Linked DNA regions of Cyprinus carpio: region 2 is linked to region 1. Evidence: chromatin contacts called from public Hi-C data. All regions are on one chromosome and are shown on one strand. The core of a region is the stretch at or near the end of the contact, and the rest is flanking DNA. Distances in the headings are between cores, read along the strand shown. Region 1 holds the start of rpl18a (60S ribosomal protein L18a). Region 2 holds the start of xpot (exportin-T).

Region 1 (7,519 bases), core at 2,545-5,044:
TGAATTTATATCTTACAAATAATTTTTTCTCGCAATTCTGACTTTTTTCTCGCAGTTCTAATGAAATTTTTTTTTTTAGAATTGTGAGATGAAAACTTGCATCTGCAAGAAAAAGAGTCAGAATTGAGATAAAAACTCTCAAGTCTGATCTCATCACATGCGTGTGCGTTCTCAGGTTCGTGAAGGAGAAGCGGCCGACCATCTCGCCCAACTTCAACTTCTTAGGTCAGCTGCTGGACTTCGAGAAGAAGCTGAAGAGCGCGAGCGAGGCGCCGTCAGACGAGCAGAAGCCGGAGCCGCTGACGATGCCCTGCGTTCTGGCCGGCGTCCCCGAGGAGCATCTTCTGGCCCGGGCGCTCTGTGGCCTTCAGCTCGGGGAGGAACCGGAGGAGAACGTCCGGCCCAAACGCTCCTTCTCTCTGGACATCAAGTCGTACGGCGAGTCCGGAGCGCCTCTGCGAGCGTTTCCCGCCGGTGAACCCTGCCAGTTCTCGCCGGTGCCGGAGGTTTCGGAGCAAAGTCCGGCTGAAGATAATAATAATAAGACGCTCCAGCGCAGCGGCAGCGTGGATGGAGCTCCGTCTAAAACGGCTCAAGCACTTAAAGGCTGGCACTCAGACATCGTTCTCGGACCCGTGACCGGAGGCTGGTTCCTCTCCTCCGAGTCGGCGCGCTTTTACGGCTGCGCTCCGGGTCTGGAGGCGGTGAGGAGACGCGGCCGGCAGCGCAGCGGAGACGGAGGAGACTCGCGCAGGAGCTGGCATGAGGAGAGCAGCTTCGAGAAGCAGCTGAAGCGCAGGAGCTGCCAGAGAGACGGCATGACGGACAGCCGATCCCGAGAGGAGATGAGCACGAGGAGCAGCCAGTCCAGCTTCTCCGGCAGCTTGGAAATCATCGAGGTCTCCTGAGGACGATCCTTTCTTTGCTTTGTTCTCATTCAGACGTGCATGAAGGTGGAGTCTCTCTGAGCGCCTCACCGTTCAAATCAAGGCAAGACACTACAGATAAACAGGGCGGAGCTTAACCCCATTAGCATCTGCCCCCATTTTTTTTAAATTAAAATAACTAGTTAACCCTAATATACAGTCAAACCAAAATATATCCAGACACCTACAACATTTCTCACATTATCACAGTTTATTCGTTTTAATTTAGAAAGTGACTCTGAGTTAAACTGTCAGAACAAATGCATCTTGATAATATCAGATAACTTTGATAGAAAGGTGTGTAATGGATTCAGTCAAATTGCTGTTAAATGCAAGAACACAGTTAGATAAAACCAATTCAGCTCAACTCATTACCAAGCAGTGCTTTATTTTAATCAGTCTGTGGTGTAAAGAGATCACATTAGCAATTAAAGAAAAGTGTTTGAATAGTTTTTGCTCCCAAATTTACTGTAAGTCCACTGTATGAAGAGTTTTTGGGTGTAATATGTCACACTTACATTTATGAAGTATAGTGTCCTGCACTCACTAGTAAAAAAATATCAAAAATTATATCTGGAGTCTGAATAATTTTTGGTTTGACTGTACATCACCAGCTGATTGATTACATTAAAAAAAAAATATATATATTTAAAAATATGCATAATTATTTAATTTATATGCATAATGTAAATCACTCCCCCTCTTCTCAGAAAATACTGTCACCATGTGTGAATGATATATGAACAAACCCCTCACTAAAAGCCTCCAGAATACAGATATGCATAAAAACTGTAAAGTTCGGTGGATGCAAGAGAAAAAAACTCTTCAAAGATTGCAATTGGAATCTACAGATGCAAAAAAAAAAAACTAAAATGCAATAAAATAAACACTTAAATGTGTATTTTGGATGTTTTTTTTAATCCACTAGTCTGAAAGAAGAAGCAAAAAAGGCATTAAAACGCCTGTAGTGTCTTGCCTTAAGAGCGTCTTTTGAAATGTATGTGTTGAATTATGATCTCAGGAAGTGTGGACTCTGTTGGAGATCTAGAATCAAACACACACACACACACACACACACACACACACAGATCTGTGATTCTCTCCATCGTCAGGCTCAAGCGTGTGATGATGCTCGTTTCCAAACAGACATGATTCACTGACGCTGCATCCGAAACTCTTGAGCCTCCAGCAGCTTCTTCACACGAGATGCGTCCTGATGAGACGCAGACGAGAAACACTTCATTAGTCTGAGCACTTTACATCCAGAAGCCCTCTCTCCTTCTCTGGCGATCCAGAACGGTGCTGATGATGTTCACAGACTCACACTGAGCGGTGCGGGTGTGCCTTCTTAAAGACTCGCCGGAGGTCCGGTCATCAGCATTGACTCGTCTGCTCCAGGATCAGCTGTGGAGCGCCGTAGAGACTCCTTCAGACCGTCCTCTTCACGCTGAAACCATCTTCCTCTGATCTGCGCTTGATGACTTTAAACACAAGGACACAATCAGTTTCCCAAAGCTGTGAAAATTGAGCTGAAGACAGAACGAATCACTGAATCACCGAATCACCGAATCACTGAATCACTGAATCATGAGTCTCTGAATCACATTCGACCTGCTTTCACACAGGCCCCAAATTCACAGTGACCGATGTTTTATATTTTTACAATAAAGTCGAATGACTGTTATAATCGTTCATAAGACAGATCAGCCATTATTTTCGTGATTGGTGTCTGGGATGGTACCGCCGTGAGATGAACGAGAGCGTTTCTGGAGATATTAATCAGTAGCTGTTTATTGATTGTTGAAATAAAACACAAGTGGTACTTGAACATCTTCAGCTGTCTCCATTAAAACAGTAAGGCCCAAAACTTTCGATTCAACAACCAAAATTGTATAAAAACTATAAAAAACACAAAAAAAAATTGATAAAAAAAAAAAAAAAACTCTACTTAAAAAAAAAAAAAAATTTGAGCTAAAAACCAGTGTGTTTATGATTATGCTAATACATTGTATGATTACAAATCACAATGAAAATATCACATTCAAGTTAGAAATGACAAACCTGTTGATCTGAGTTGTAAAGTTGTTAATCGTTTGTGTAAACATTTTTCGAATCCAGTTCGCGTGGTGAAAAAAAACTACAGTTCCCAAGATGCTGTGCAGAAGAACCCACCAATCAGCGAGCAAAGCACTTCAAAAGCGTTTAGAGAGTTCAGAGCTTTATTCCTGTCCCAGTTGTGTGTTTATTAATGTGGATTTACTTGAATGATACACCCAAACGTATTTTATAGCTTCATAATTGAATAATTAAGATATATTAATAAACGCTGCTGTTGTAGATGCGTTTTACGTTTGTGTCCAGCAGGCGGCAGTAACGCACAACTCTGAGGAATCATGGGTAATGTAGTTTTTCCACCAGGAATGCGTCTCACCACAATGCTCTTTTTGTAATTCTGAATCCTAATCTCTTATGTATTTAATCAATAATTACAATTCTTCTAAAGATTTTTCGGAAGCAGGTGATACATTCTACAAAGTTATTAATGAATCTATAATTTCGGACTGTAATACAGGCTCAAGGTAATAATCAATCCTGTGACGTTTTATTACCATAAAGCTGAAGTAATGTCCATATTTTTTTTCTGTAAAGATCTTAAAAATATTTTATGACTCATTGAATTCAATTACTAGAAATAAGAAGTGTATAAAATATCTCATATTAAAATAAATCTAATACCTTACTATGTATTGTGTAGATAAGTAAGGTGTTATCCCACATTTCCGTTTGACTTGTATGCATTGCATGTTCTTTTAAAGTAAAAATAAATAAATTAATCATAATAAAATAAAAGACCGGTAACGGCTATGATTGACGGCTCTGCGTGACCAATAAAAACGCTTCCAGTAAGCCCCGCCCCCTCGGAAGCGGATTGACGTCAGGATTCCCCGCCCTGCTGCTTCCTCTTTCACAGCGGCCGTCAGCGAGAGACACCATGAAGGCGTCTGGCACAGTACGTAAAATCCTTTTAAAATCACTTTACAGTCGCGTAAACCTCACAGTTACGACCTGAAAACACACATAAGGCACTAAACCATCCATAACAGCGTCTGCACCCGAAGCACATTTAGAATCGAAGCGCTAAATTAGCTCTGACGTGTTGATTGTAGCGGAGACGAACATGGCGGCTCCATGTGCTCGCGATTAAACACACACAATGCACATCTTAGGATTTGAGTTATCATAATATTACTAATTAATACACTCTCAATGCACTTACTCTCATATTTTAGCCAATGTTATTTAAGTTACGTCCCCTGTCTACCACATTCTTTGTTGTCTGAGTGTTAATCACAATCAGCTCGCGCTCGTATTCTATTCTGATTCAGTAATGTTAAGATCGTTTTATGCGCTTTTAAATAAATGTGAATCAAGTATAAGTAAATCTAGATCAGTCACAGATGCTCAAATCGTGCTTCTTCCTGCAGGGTTTAATTAGTAAACTTTAAACACTGCTAAAAGTGTTAAAGGAGAAACCGCATGGAAATAGACACTGATCATCAAATATCTAATGAAAACTGTGATGGAATTAAAACTTATCACTTAGAAATTGCAAGTTAGGTTCAAAACACTTAAAAAGAAACGGCAGGTAAAAGACAGCTTTTGAAATAGAAAGACTTCATTAAGACCTAACTTAATATATTTATTTTGCAGTGCAGGTTTACATCCTTCTCTAGTCATTCACTTCTGAACTAGTTAAGTATTCAGGTTCAAGTTTCGTTGAGCTAATATTGTTTGTGTTGATCTCTGACTGTGTTTTCTGTCTCTCTGCAGCTTCGGGAGTATAAGGTTGTTGGGCGTCTCTTGCCCTCTGCTAAAAACCCGGCGCCCCCTCTGTACCGCATGAGGATCTTCGCCCCAAACCATGTGGTGGCCAAGTCTCGCTTCTGGTACTTCGTCTCCCAGCTGAGGAAGATGAAGAAAGCCTCTGGAGAGATTGTGTACTGCGGCCTGGTACGAATAGGGCTTTTTGGTTCCCAGATGGGTTTTGGAGTCGATTCCCTTTTCCTGATCGGTATCTGTTAGTAGTGTGTCATTTAAGACTCAGTGTTCGAGGATAATACTGACGACAAATCTCAGTTTTAGTGAGTGTAAGGTGATGATCAGCAATATACGTTCACACATACAGGTTTATTTCACTGCTTCAGCTAGAAAGTAGGCTTATCTGCGATGGTGTTTTTTGTTTTGACCAATTTATTGAGAAGAATAGTCCTGAAAGAACCTAAATTAATGGTTCGCTCTATTAAAGGCTGTTAAAGAAGAGTCTGTTCCCTTTTGACTGCTGGGGGTCGATTCCCTTTGGCAGTGAGTGCCATGAATTTCACCAACTTTTTTTCACAACTTTGCGTTCAATCTGCACACACTAACCCAAAGGTCATTTCTTCCCAGTGTCATGCCCTTGCCATGTGTGCGAAAAGAAACACTGTACCTTGTCGCCTTTCATAGGCTGTAAAATGTGCCGCTGAAAGTGAAATCAAGGTGCGACACGATGCTGCTGCCTTTATAGAGCCGTCGTTTATTATTTGTGAAAACATGTTTTGGTTCCTTTTTGACAGGTGGGGTTCAATTCCCTTTTTTGACAGATGGGGGGGTTGTTTCCCTTTTATTTGATGGGTCAATTCCCATTTGTCTGTGTAGAGTTTGATTCCCTTCATTGATGGTGTGGGTTGATTCCCATTTGTCTGTAGTGTTCAATTCCATTTTTTGACAGGGTTGGGTCGATTCCCATTTGTCTGTAGAGTTCAATTCCATTTTTTGACAGGGTTGGGTCGATTCCCATTTGTCTGTGTAGAGTTCAATTCCATTTTTTTGACAGGGTGGGGTCGATTCCCATTTTTTCTGTAGGGGTCGACTTTATTTCCATTTTTGACAGGGTGGGGTCAATTCCCATTTGTCTGTGTAGAGTTCAATTCCATTTTTTGACAGGGTGGGGTCGATTCCCATTTGTCTGTAGAGTTCAGTTCCATTTTTGACAGGGTGGGGTCGATTCCCATTTGTCTGTAGACTTTATTTCCATTTTTGACAGGGTGGGGTCAATTCCCATTTGTCTGTGTAGAGTTCAATTCCATTTTTTGACAGGGTGGGGTCGATTCCCATTTGTCTGTAGAGTTCAATTCCATTTTTGACAGGGTGGGGTCGATTCCCATTTGTCTGTAGAGTTCAATTCCATTTTTTGACAGGGTTGGGTCGATTCCCATTTGTCTGTGTAGAGTTCAATTCCATTTTTTGACAGGGTGGGGTCGATTCCCATTTGTCTGTAGAGTTCAATTCCATTTTTTGACAGGGTGGGGTCGAGTCGATTCCCATTTGTCTGTAGAGTTCAATTCCATTTTTGACAGGGTGGGGTCGATTCCCTTTGTCTGTAGAGTTCAATTCCATTTTTTGACAGGGTGGGGTCGATTCCCATTTGTCTGTGTAGAGTTCAATTCCATTTTTTGACAGGGTGGGGTCGATTCCCATTTGTCTGTGTAGAGTTCAATTCCATTTTTTGACAGGGTGGGGTCGATTCCCGTTTGTCTGTAGAGTTCAATTCCATTTTTTGATGGGTCGTGGGTCGATTTCCGTTTTTGGACTGAGGGGGTTGATTCGCTTTATATTGAGTCTTTTTAGAAACCGATTTTGAGCTGCTAGTAATGAAAGCAGCAAGCATAGAGCTATTCCTGTTACTTCGAGATGCTACTATAGTGCGTTTAATGTAGTCGAGCTATAACTCGTGAGTTTTTTCCTGTTTCTGAGACGACATGCCTGGAGGTTAACCGCTTGTTTGTTTTCTTATTGTGTTCCTGCACAGGTCCATGAGAAATCGCCTCTCAAGGTGAAGAACTTTGGCATCTGGCTGCGTTACGACTCTCGCAGTGGGACCCACAACATGTACCGCGAGTACAGAGACCTGACCACGTCTGGAGCCGTCACTCAGTGCTGTGAGTTTCACAAACACACTCGTTCAGCCTGCACACACTAACCCAAAGGTCATTTCCTCCCAGTGTCATGCCCTTGCCATGTGTGCACAAAGAAAAACCGAACCTTGTCGCCTTTCATAGGCTGTCACACGTGCCACTGAAAGTGAAATCAAGGTGCGACATGTGACTCTGCTGCAGGAGCAACTCTGCTCTGTGTTTTTACTCTATAGTAAATGTCACGTATTTGATTTGTGCTTCAGATCGTGATATGGGTGCCAGGCATCGTGCCCGCGCTCACGCCATCCAGATCATGAAGGTGCAGATCATCCCAGCCAACAAATGCCGCAGACCCGCCATCAAGCAGTTCCACGTGAGTCTCCATGTTCAAACGATGCTTTTGAGTTTCTTTTATCAAATGCAACCATAATAACTGAGCTGTTTAAACTTGCATCTAAAGGAGTTAATGTTTTTTCTCGATTCAACAGGACTCCAAGATCAAGTTCCCTCTTCCTCACAGGGTTCTGCGCCGCCAGCACAAGCCCCGTTTCACCACCAAGAGACCAAACACTTTCTTTTAAAGTGTATGTTTGTGCTTTTGACATTACAGACGAATAAAAGTGGAGAAAATCAAAAGCG
Region 2 (7,519 bases), core at 3,117-5,616, 130 kb after region 1:
TGAGCTGCTGTGGCGGCAGCAAACCTCAGTCCTCAAGGGGGCGATAGAGTTTCCTGCAAATGTTTGTACCCTTAAACCAGGTGTATTATTTTTCAGGTAGCTCCTATAAACATGTCAACAGCTTCACTTTAACTTACTTGCTCACCAAGATTGTCTTCAGACTGTTGCTCTGCCGTGACAGTAGCTGATCTGAAAGAAAACTGACAGTAAAAGTCACTTTAATGCTTTCCATATCATTACTGAGAATTCAGTGCATGAAGTTGTGTATATTGTTTCAGACTATATTTCAGGCCTAGGTCACAAAACAAAAGTTTCACCAAATGGAATTACAAAAAAATGTTACATTAAAATATTATTAAATAAATACACATATTTTTATGCTTTACAAATGCATGGAAGCCCACAAAAACCATGCATTTGTCTCCGGCCTTTCTTAAGTTTATATGCATTAGAAATATATCATATTTAATTAATTTATATTATAATGTTTCATTTATTTATAATATTAAATTGATGTATTTATATGGAAGCCCACAAAAGCCATGCATTTGTAGACATTTTCAAGTGATATGCATAAAAAATATATTTTATTTTATACAACACTTTATCAAAAACAACACGATTCCATAATAGCCACGCATCTGTATCTGGCTTTCCTCAAGGTAAATTCATTAGAAATATATTAGATTTTTGTTACATACTGAAGCCCAAAAAGGTCATGCATTTAGCATTTCTTGAATTCATATGCATTAGAAAAAAATTTATTTTCTACATACATATTTATTTGTTTCTAAACATATGGAAGCCCAAAAACCCATGCATATGTCTCTATAACTACTGTCAAGTTAAATGCATTAAACATATTTTGTACATCTATTTTCAAACACATGAAAGCTTCAAAAAAATCATGCATTTGTCTTTAGTTTTTATGCATATAGGGTTTGCTAGAAAATCCAGAGCACCATTGCCCAAATCCGTCTCTCTCCAAGACACCAAAACCCAGAGCATCAACATTCAACTTTTCCATGGCAGAGGGGGGTCTTTGGCACTCAGCATGCTGGGAATTAATTCAATTTCTCTGACATTTATTTGTTTGCCTTTGATGAAAGTCACATAAGCAGCTTACAGCAGTTAATGAAGGCTGAGATCAGCCGTTCGGATGGAGCTTCGCACTGCTGGGATTTACTCGCTTTTCCCACTTTCCAGCAGCTCTCATCTCACACAACTTTTACAGGCTACAAGAACTATTTGCTCATTTTGGGATCATTTCAGGATAACATACCAGCAGATTTTCCCCCTCGAAGGCTCCATACACACATCAGTGCATCAGTGGATTAGGATCAAGTCAGTAAAGTGACCCCCCTCAGATCTGATGAGTTTAAAGTGATGTAAGAGCGCTGGGAACGCGGTACGGTGAGACCACACACACACACACACTAGACCCAATGACATTTATAATAAATCACACATCAGCTGCAAAAAATCAATCTGACGATCATATTAAAGCTCCAGATGATTCACTGTTGCATCAGCAAAATAGTAAATGTAGGCCTTTGCTAAAGTCTCCTACTTTTCATGTTCCTCCTGCAAAAAAGACCCCAATCTCACGTTTCTCCTCTAGTTTCAAAAGAGATCTCAGCAATGTCTCATGATGCTCAGACCAGATTCGGCAGAATAACTACAGTTTGCAGATCTCAACTCAAACATTTCTCATCAAACTGTTCAACGACCAAATGATCTAAACTGGTTTACATCATTTGGCATATTTTGCCAAATGACATATTTTGGCATATTTTGCCTATTATTAACTCAATAGTGTCTATCTAACTTTAATTTAGTTTACCATAAAGAGTTTTAGTTGCGGTACCTCACATTCGATTTAAAGACGTTTGAATCAATCTCATAGTAGCTTCAGAAAATCATCCAGACTATCACATCAAAGCTTGAGATCCTTCACTGTGTTGCATCAGCAAAATAAAAATGGAGAGTAAACTGAGGCCTTTGCTAAAGTCTCCGTTTAAACATTTCTCCTGAGAAAAACACTGCAGTGATTTCAAGTTCATCTTCTTTTAGTTTCGAAAGAGATCTCAACAATGTTTCAGGAGGCTCAGACCAGAATAAACTATGCCAGAATAACTGAAGTTTGCGATCAAAAGTCTTAAAAGTCAAACATTTCTCATCAAATTGACCAAACGAGCAAATACTGAGACGTGTATTCTAAAGCTCTATACTCTTACAGTATGTTGACTCTTAGAGTCTTTAATCTTTCTTTAATTTGGTTTTAGTTTTAATGAAATTAGTTTTACTTGCAGCTCCTCACGTTCTATTCAAAGACATTGGCATCAGTATATCAGAAAACCAGCTCTGGACCCTCCGTCCGTTGACTACTCTAAATCAATCGTTATTTTTAATTTTAGGAAAAACATCTGATTCATAATATAAGTCTCATTTCCTCTGGATCTGTTTTAGATGTCTGGTATTTTGTTTCATTGAACACAAAGCTTTCTCAAAGATTTCAGCTAAAACACTCGTAGGTGTGACATCACCTGCCAAAGTCGAGTACTTTTGAGTCTGGCTTGCGTTTCGGCGCCTTTCGGTACACCACAAGCCAAAACAAAAATGCAGTTCGGCACAGACATCCTGGAAAATCACAAAGCGTCCTCAGAATCCATCGGTCATGTCTGTCTTTTGAGCGTTTTCCAGTACACAAATCCTGCGCATGACTAAACGTACTCAGGCCTAGAACTCAATGAAGGAGCTGAGCTGATTTCAAAGGCTGTCGGCTGTATTTCAGACTAATAATCAGCTGTTGTAACCGGCGGGTCAGAGACAACACACAGGCCTCGGACGGACAGAGCTGGCAGGACTTCTGTGGAGGAAAGCAGGATAAATAATCAGCAGGGAATGAAAGCCCACCTGTAAAACACTATCAGCGTGTGGGAACGAGACAGAGAGAGAATACACCGCAATGGTGGAAAGTTTGAGCGTTTCTTTGATATTCTGCAAGATGGTCAAACACACTTGAACTCTAGAGTCTAGAGTATAAAGAACGGACGTGCTTCTCTCGAGTCTTCCATGCTTGTTATTTAATTGACCTAATTACCGCGCAAACCAACGGCCGATTTTCAAATTCAAACGAGTAATTTTAACGGCCGCGCTGGCTGCGGGTTTGGCGGGAAGAAGAAACCATGAAACCATGACTCAGTACCGAAGCTTTAGCGTTGTCAGAGCAAACTGGATTGAACAATTACCTCAACCAGCAGGGAAATCAATCAGGCCGCAAGCGTGGGAAACATCATGAAACATTATTGGTTCAGAGGATTTCCCGCCTCTGTACCTGCGCGCCACGATCCTTTGAGGCGGGAAGCGTAGCGCCTCAGACAGAAATGAAGTAGTGTGAGCCGATTGCTTTTCAACACGGTTCCGATGAAAAAGCTTTCCGTTTAAATAAACACGCACGGGTTTATGCCGACAGAGAAGGGGGAAATGGGATTTGGCTCACAGCACCGTGTTTTAAAGCTCGGCTTCGAATCTTTTACAAACAAAGAGAGCCGAGTGTGATTTTCAGAGCAGTTCAAACAGAAGGAAACGAGCTGCACCCCTCTGGCTTTCCCTGAGTTTTTATGTATTATAGATGGTTATAGTCTGATTGTTGCATTAATTTAATATGAGGAAAATACCACCCAACTCTAATCTGGGGGCTGTGTGAAAATGTAAATAATAAAAATGATTTAATTAACAAAAAAACAAACAAACAAAAAAATAATTGGCCTGAAGTAGATGTGATATCATTTAGTCAATTTCTATGAATCCTAAACGTTGACTAAATTATCTTTAATAATAATCTTCAATCATTATATTATGAAAAGTGCTGCTGAAGTGGAGAATAATCGCAGTCTTTGAAGATAGACGAACAGATGCAGTAAAGACGAAGTGTATTAAAAACACTTAAAAGTGTATTTTGGACGTTTTCTTCCACTAGTCTGAAAGAAAGACGTTATGAGCAAAATCTCCTCTCATTAGTTTGTGAACAGAGCCCTCTAGTGAAAAGATATATAAATATATACAACAGTTTTACTCTGATTTTCTGTTAAACAAATATTTATTAGATTGTATGAATGTATAAGTGAATGTGTATGTACCTTTCAAAAAAAAAATTTTTGATAGCTAAATAACATTTTTATTTCTTTTGTACATACATTTGTAGCCTAACTGTGTAATTTTTTCATAATCGTTTGGTGGGGGGAAAGAGATTTAGTTCTAAAACATTTTTACTGCACTAAACATTTTCTTTGGGGTTAGTCTGTAGTCGTTATATAACGCTTTATATAAAAATAATACGTCCTCCTCAGTTGCATAGCCTACGTAAAGCGTGCGTGATGCGAGCGCGTCTACGTGCTGAAGTTCTTCCTGTTCTCGTGCCCCGCACATCCGGTCGGCCCGACACGCCGCTGCTGGATCTGTTACATGCGCACTGAGTCGCTTGAGCTGGGCGGCTGATGATGGAGCGGTAAAGTTCACGGTAAGGTGCGGTAAACTTTACCTTATCCATACATTTACACGGTCGCGGCGTGTTTTATTAATTTATATGAAAGTTCCGCGCGAGGCTTTTGTCTTGATAGCGCGCGCGGCGGCGTCATCATCATCATCATCATCATGATTACATTCACAACAATCTTATCCGCCAATTAAGCCGATAACTCACTTAACCACCCACGTGTGTTAGTTAACAATAATCACGGCCGTCGCTTTTGTATTTCGGTTGCTGTACGACGCAGGTTTGTCGTTATTTCAGCGTGTTTTTCTCAGTCTGTCACGCCACGTTCTCTGAGGTTCGGTACGCGCGTGACACGCTTGTCGGTTAGCAGCGCGAGCGCGCAAGTCGGTTATTTTGATAATACGAGAACGTAATCGCGAGTTAAGCGAATATCCGAGCTAAATATAATTTTGTGGTACAAATGGAATAGTGTTTTGGGGTTAGTGGGTCATGTGAAGTTGGTAAAGCTCACTATTGCATCAGAAAAAGTACTGTTACAGAGGCGCTGTCAGGTGATAATAGATTACTATAGCATTTACACTTACAGAATACTCTAGAACTGCATGTCAAAACACTATAGTACCACGTCCTTAAAGCGTTATGATGCCATACCAGGATATTTTGTCGCTTGTGTTCGTGTGCACACAGTGAAAGAGAGAAAGAGCGAGTCAGTCGTGCTGAAAGAGTGATGATTCAGCATGTGTGTGTTTGTTTGGTCACAATTATTAGTTGCTCTGATGACGTCATTTCACTTTCTAAAGCGCTTATTGGTGTTGAATTGCATTGTAATCAAACATCCCTTTGTTTTAATTCATTCTGAGTGATGATGTCTGAAGGTGTCTTTACACAGATGAGTTAAGGCTGCTTAAAATTAAGTGTGAAGATGTAAAATAATGCTGGTTTTCACTCTGCTTGAGCCCAGTATCAAATTATACAGTTGTAATTGCTGTTTAAATGCATTTATGCTACTTCTGAGCAGATTATTTTCTGACATTCACATGGATGTGTGACCTGAAACAGCCATGTTTATCTCATCATACTGTGATATTTTTATATTATTTTGTAATATAGCATCACACAAGACTATGTAAAGTTGAATCATTTTTGTTTACGTTTTTGCACTGTCAAATTCAAACATGGAATTAGTTAATAAAGTTAATAAACATACTTTTTGTGTTCCACCTTTGCAGTTTCAGTTAATGCAACAAACGTGATTAATGTAGTTAATAAACAATATGTCTTTCCAGTGTGATCTCTCAACCACATTACCACAAATGAACTATTTTTATATTGACAGATTATTAAGACCTTTTTGATCAGATTGTTATATTGACAGATTATTAAGACCTTTTTGATCAGAATGTCAGACTGTTTACTTGTTGTATTAACAGTTGCAAACTTGCTCATTGCTAATGCTCTTAATCTTATTTACTACGGCTGTCAAACAATTAATCGCATCTAAAATAAAAGTTTTTGTTTACATTGTATATGTATGTATGCTATGTTTATTTATTATGTATATATATAAATACACACATGCATGTCTATATTTCAGAAATTTTTTGTTTGCATATTAAATTTATTTATTTAGAATATAAATATCAGGTACTTTTTTGTATGCAATTAATCACGATTAATCGTAATATATATATACTGTATGTGTGTATTTATATATACATAATAAATATACACAGAACACACGCATATTTTTTGCAAACAAACTTTTATTTTGTATGCATTTAATCACGATTAATTGTTTGACAGCACTATTATTTACTTGGTCATTAAATGTTTTATAGTCATTAAATTGTACTCTGTTTATTAATATTATGTTAGCCATCGGTCATCCTGCTCTCTAGTTTATCAGTGGAGCACTTTTTTTTCCTACATTATTATGTTGTTGTGTGTACTGTAAGATATAAAAGTCTGACTCATGTTTATGTGGATGCCTGTGTCTCTCTCTCTCAGATGTGTGTGTCCTGTTTGGAGATTTGGGATAAACTGATCGAGGACAGCAGCTAACCCACGTATGGCCTGCGAGTCGGCGTTACCTGCCATCATGGACGAGCAGGCCCTCATGGGACTGAACCCCAACGCCGATGCCTGCTACAGGCAGAGGGTGAGCGCAAAACACTACATCAGATCTTTCAGTGAACATATACACACTTGAATCGTTTATTTACTCACAGATGTCTGCAGAATTCAGTTTCGGTCCCTGGCATGTTTTGCATGACTAATACTCTGAATGCATCGTAAATAATACAATTTTACTCAAATTCGCTGTGTTTTTTTTTTTTCAGGCGCTTGCATATTTTGAGCAGTTGAAAGAGTCTCTGGATGGATGGGAGGTGTGCGCTCAAGCCCTGGCTAAAGGGGTTTACAGGTAAGATGGACTGCATGCTGCAGGATACTACAGTGTTTCACATAATAACATTTTAATTAATACGATGCATTTGTGTTTCTCTGTCAGTGACGATCATGTAAAGTTCTTCTGCTTTCAAGTCTTGGAGCATCAGATCAAATTCAGGTATCACTGAATCTTTGTATTCATATAAACTCTTTATCATCAGCTGATAAAATGCATCGTAAAACCTTGAATGCAGTGCAAGTCGCTTTGGATAAAAGCATCTGCCAAATACAGTACAGGTCAAAAGTTTGGAAACATTACTATTCTTAATGTTTTTGAAAGAAGTCTCTTCTGCTCATCAAGCCTGCATTTATTTGATCAAAAATACAGAAAAAACTGTAATATTGTGAAATATTATTACAACTTAAAATAATAGTTTTCTATTTGAATATACTTAAAAAAAAAAAATTTATTCCTGTGATGCAAAGCTGAATTTTCAGCATCATTACTCCAGCCTTCAGTGTCACATGTAACATCCAGTCTATCACATGATCATTTAGAAATCATTCTAATATTCTGATTTATTATGAGTGTTGGAAACAGTTCTGCTGTCTAATATATTTGATGAATAAAAG

Evidence for each region. Hi-C and Micro-C count contacts between places; a contact is called where the count stands out from the background.
Region 2: a Hi-C map of skeletal muscle shows a contact between it and region 1, with 10 times the contacts expected there. The contact joins the promoter of xpot here to the promoter of rpl18a in region 1. A contact is called at or near these places in 3 of 8 Hi-C or Micro-C datasets (liver and skeletal muscle).

Annotation. Positions count from the first base shown.
Region 1 is chrB4:1,839,972-1,847,490 of ASM1834038v1, forward strand. It overlaps rpl18a (60S ribosomal protein L18a), which reads left to right and starts at 3,795. Exons shown (of 5, transcript XM_019089624.2): 1 at 3,795-3,936; 2 at 4,758-4,937; 3 at 6,775-6,904; 4 at 7,144-7,253; 5 at 7,369-7,516. The coding sequence starts at 3,919. The coding sequence ends at 7,461. It overlaps LOC109070595 (dual specificity protein phosphatase 16-like), which reads left to right. Exons shown (of 7, transcript XM_042721565.1): 7 at 176-2,754. The coding sequence ends at 908. It overlaps LOC122137300 (a small nucleolar RNA gene), which reads left to right and starts at 5,339; the gene lies at 5,339-5,473. LOC122137301 (a small nucleolar RNA gene) reads left to right here and starts at 6,934; the gene lies at 6,934-7,068.
Region 2 is chrB4:1,971,761-1,979,279 of ASM1834038v1, forward strand. It overlaps xpot (exportin-T), which reads left to right and starts at 4,367. Exons shown (of 25, transcript XM_042721570.1): 1 at 4,367-4,522; 2 at 6,506-6,656; 3 at 6,838-6,920; 4 at 7,008-7,064. The coding sequence starts at 6,567. It overlaps LOC109100103 (a long non-coding RNA gene), which reads right to left and starts at 3,745. Exons shown (of 3, transcript XR_006154445.1): 1 at 3,252-3,745; 2 at 138-200.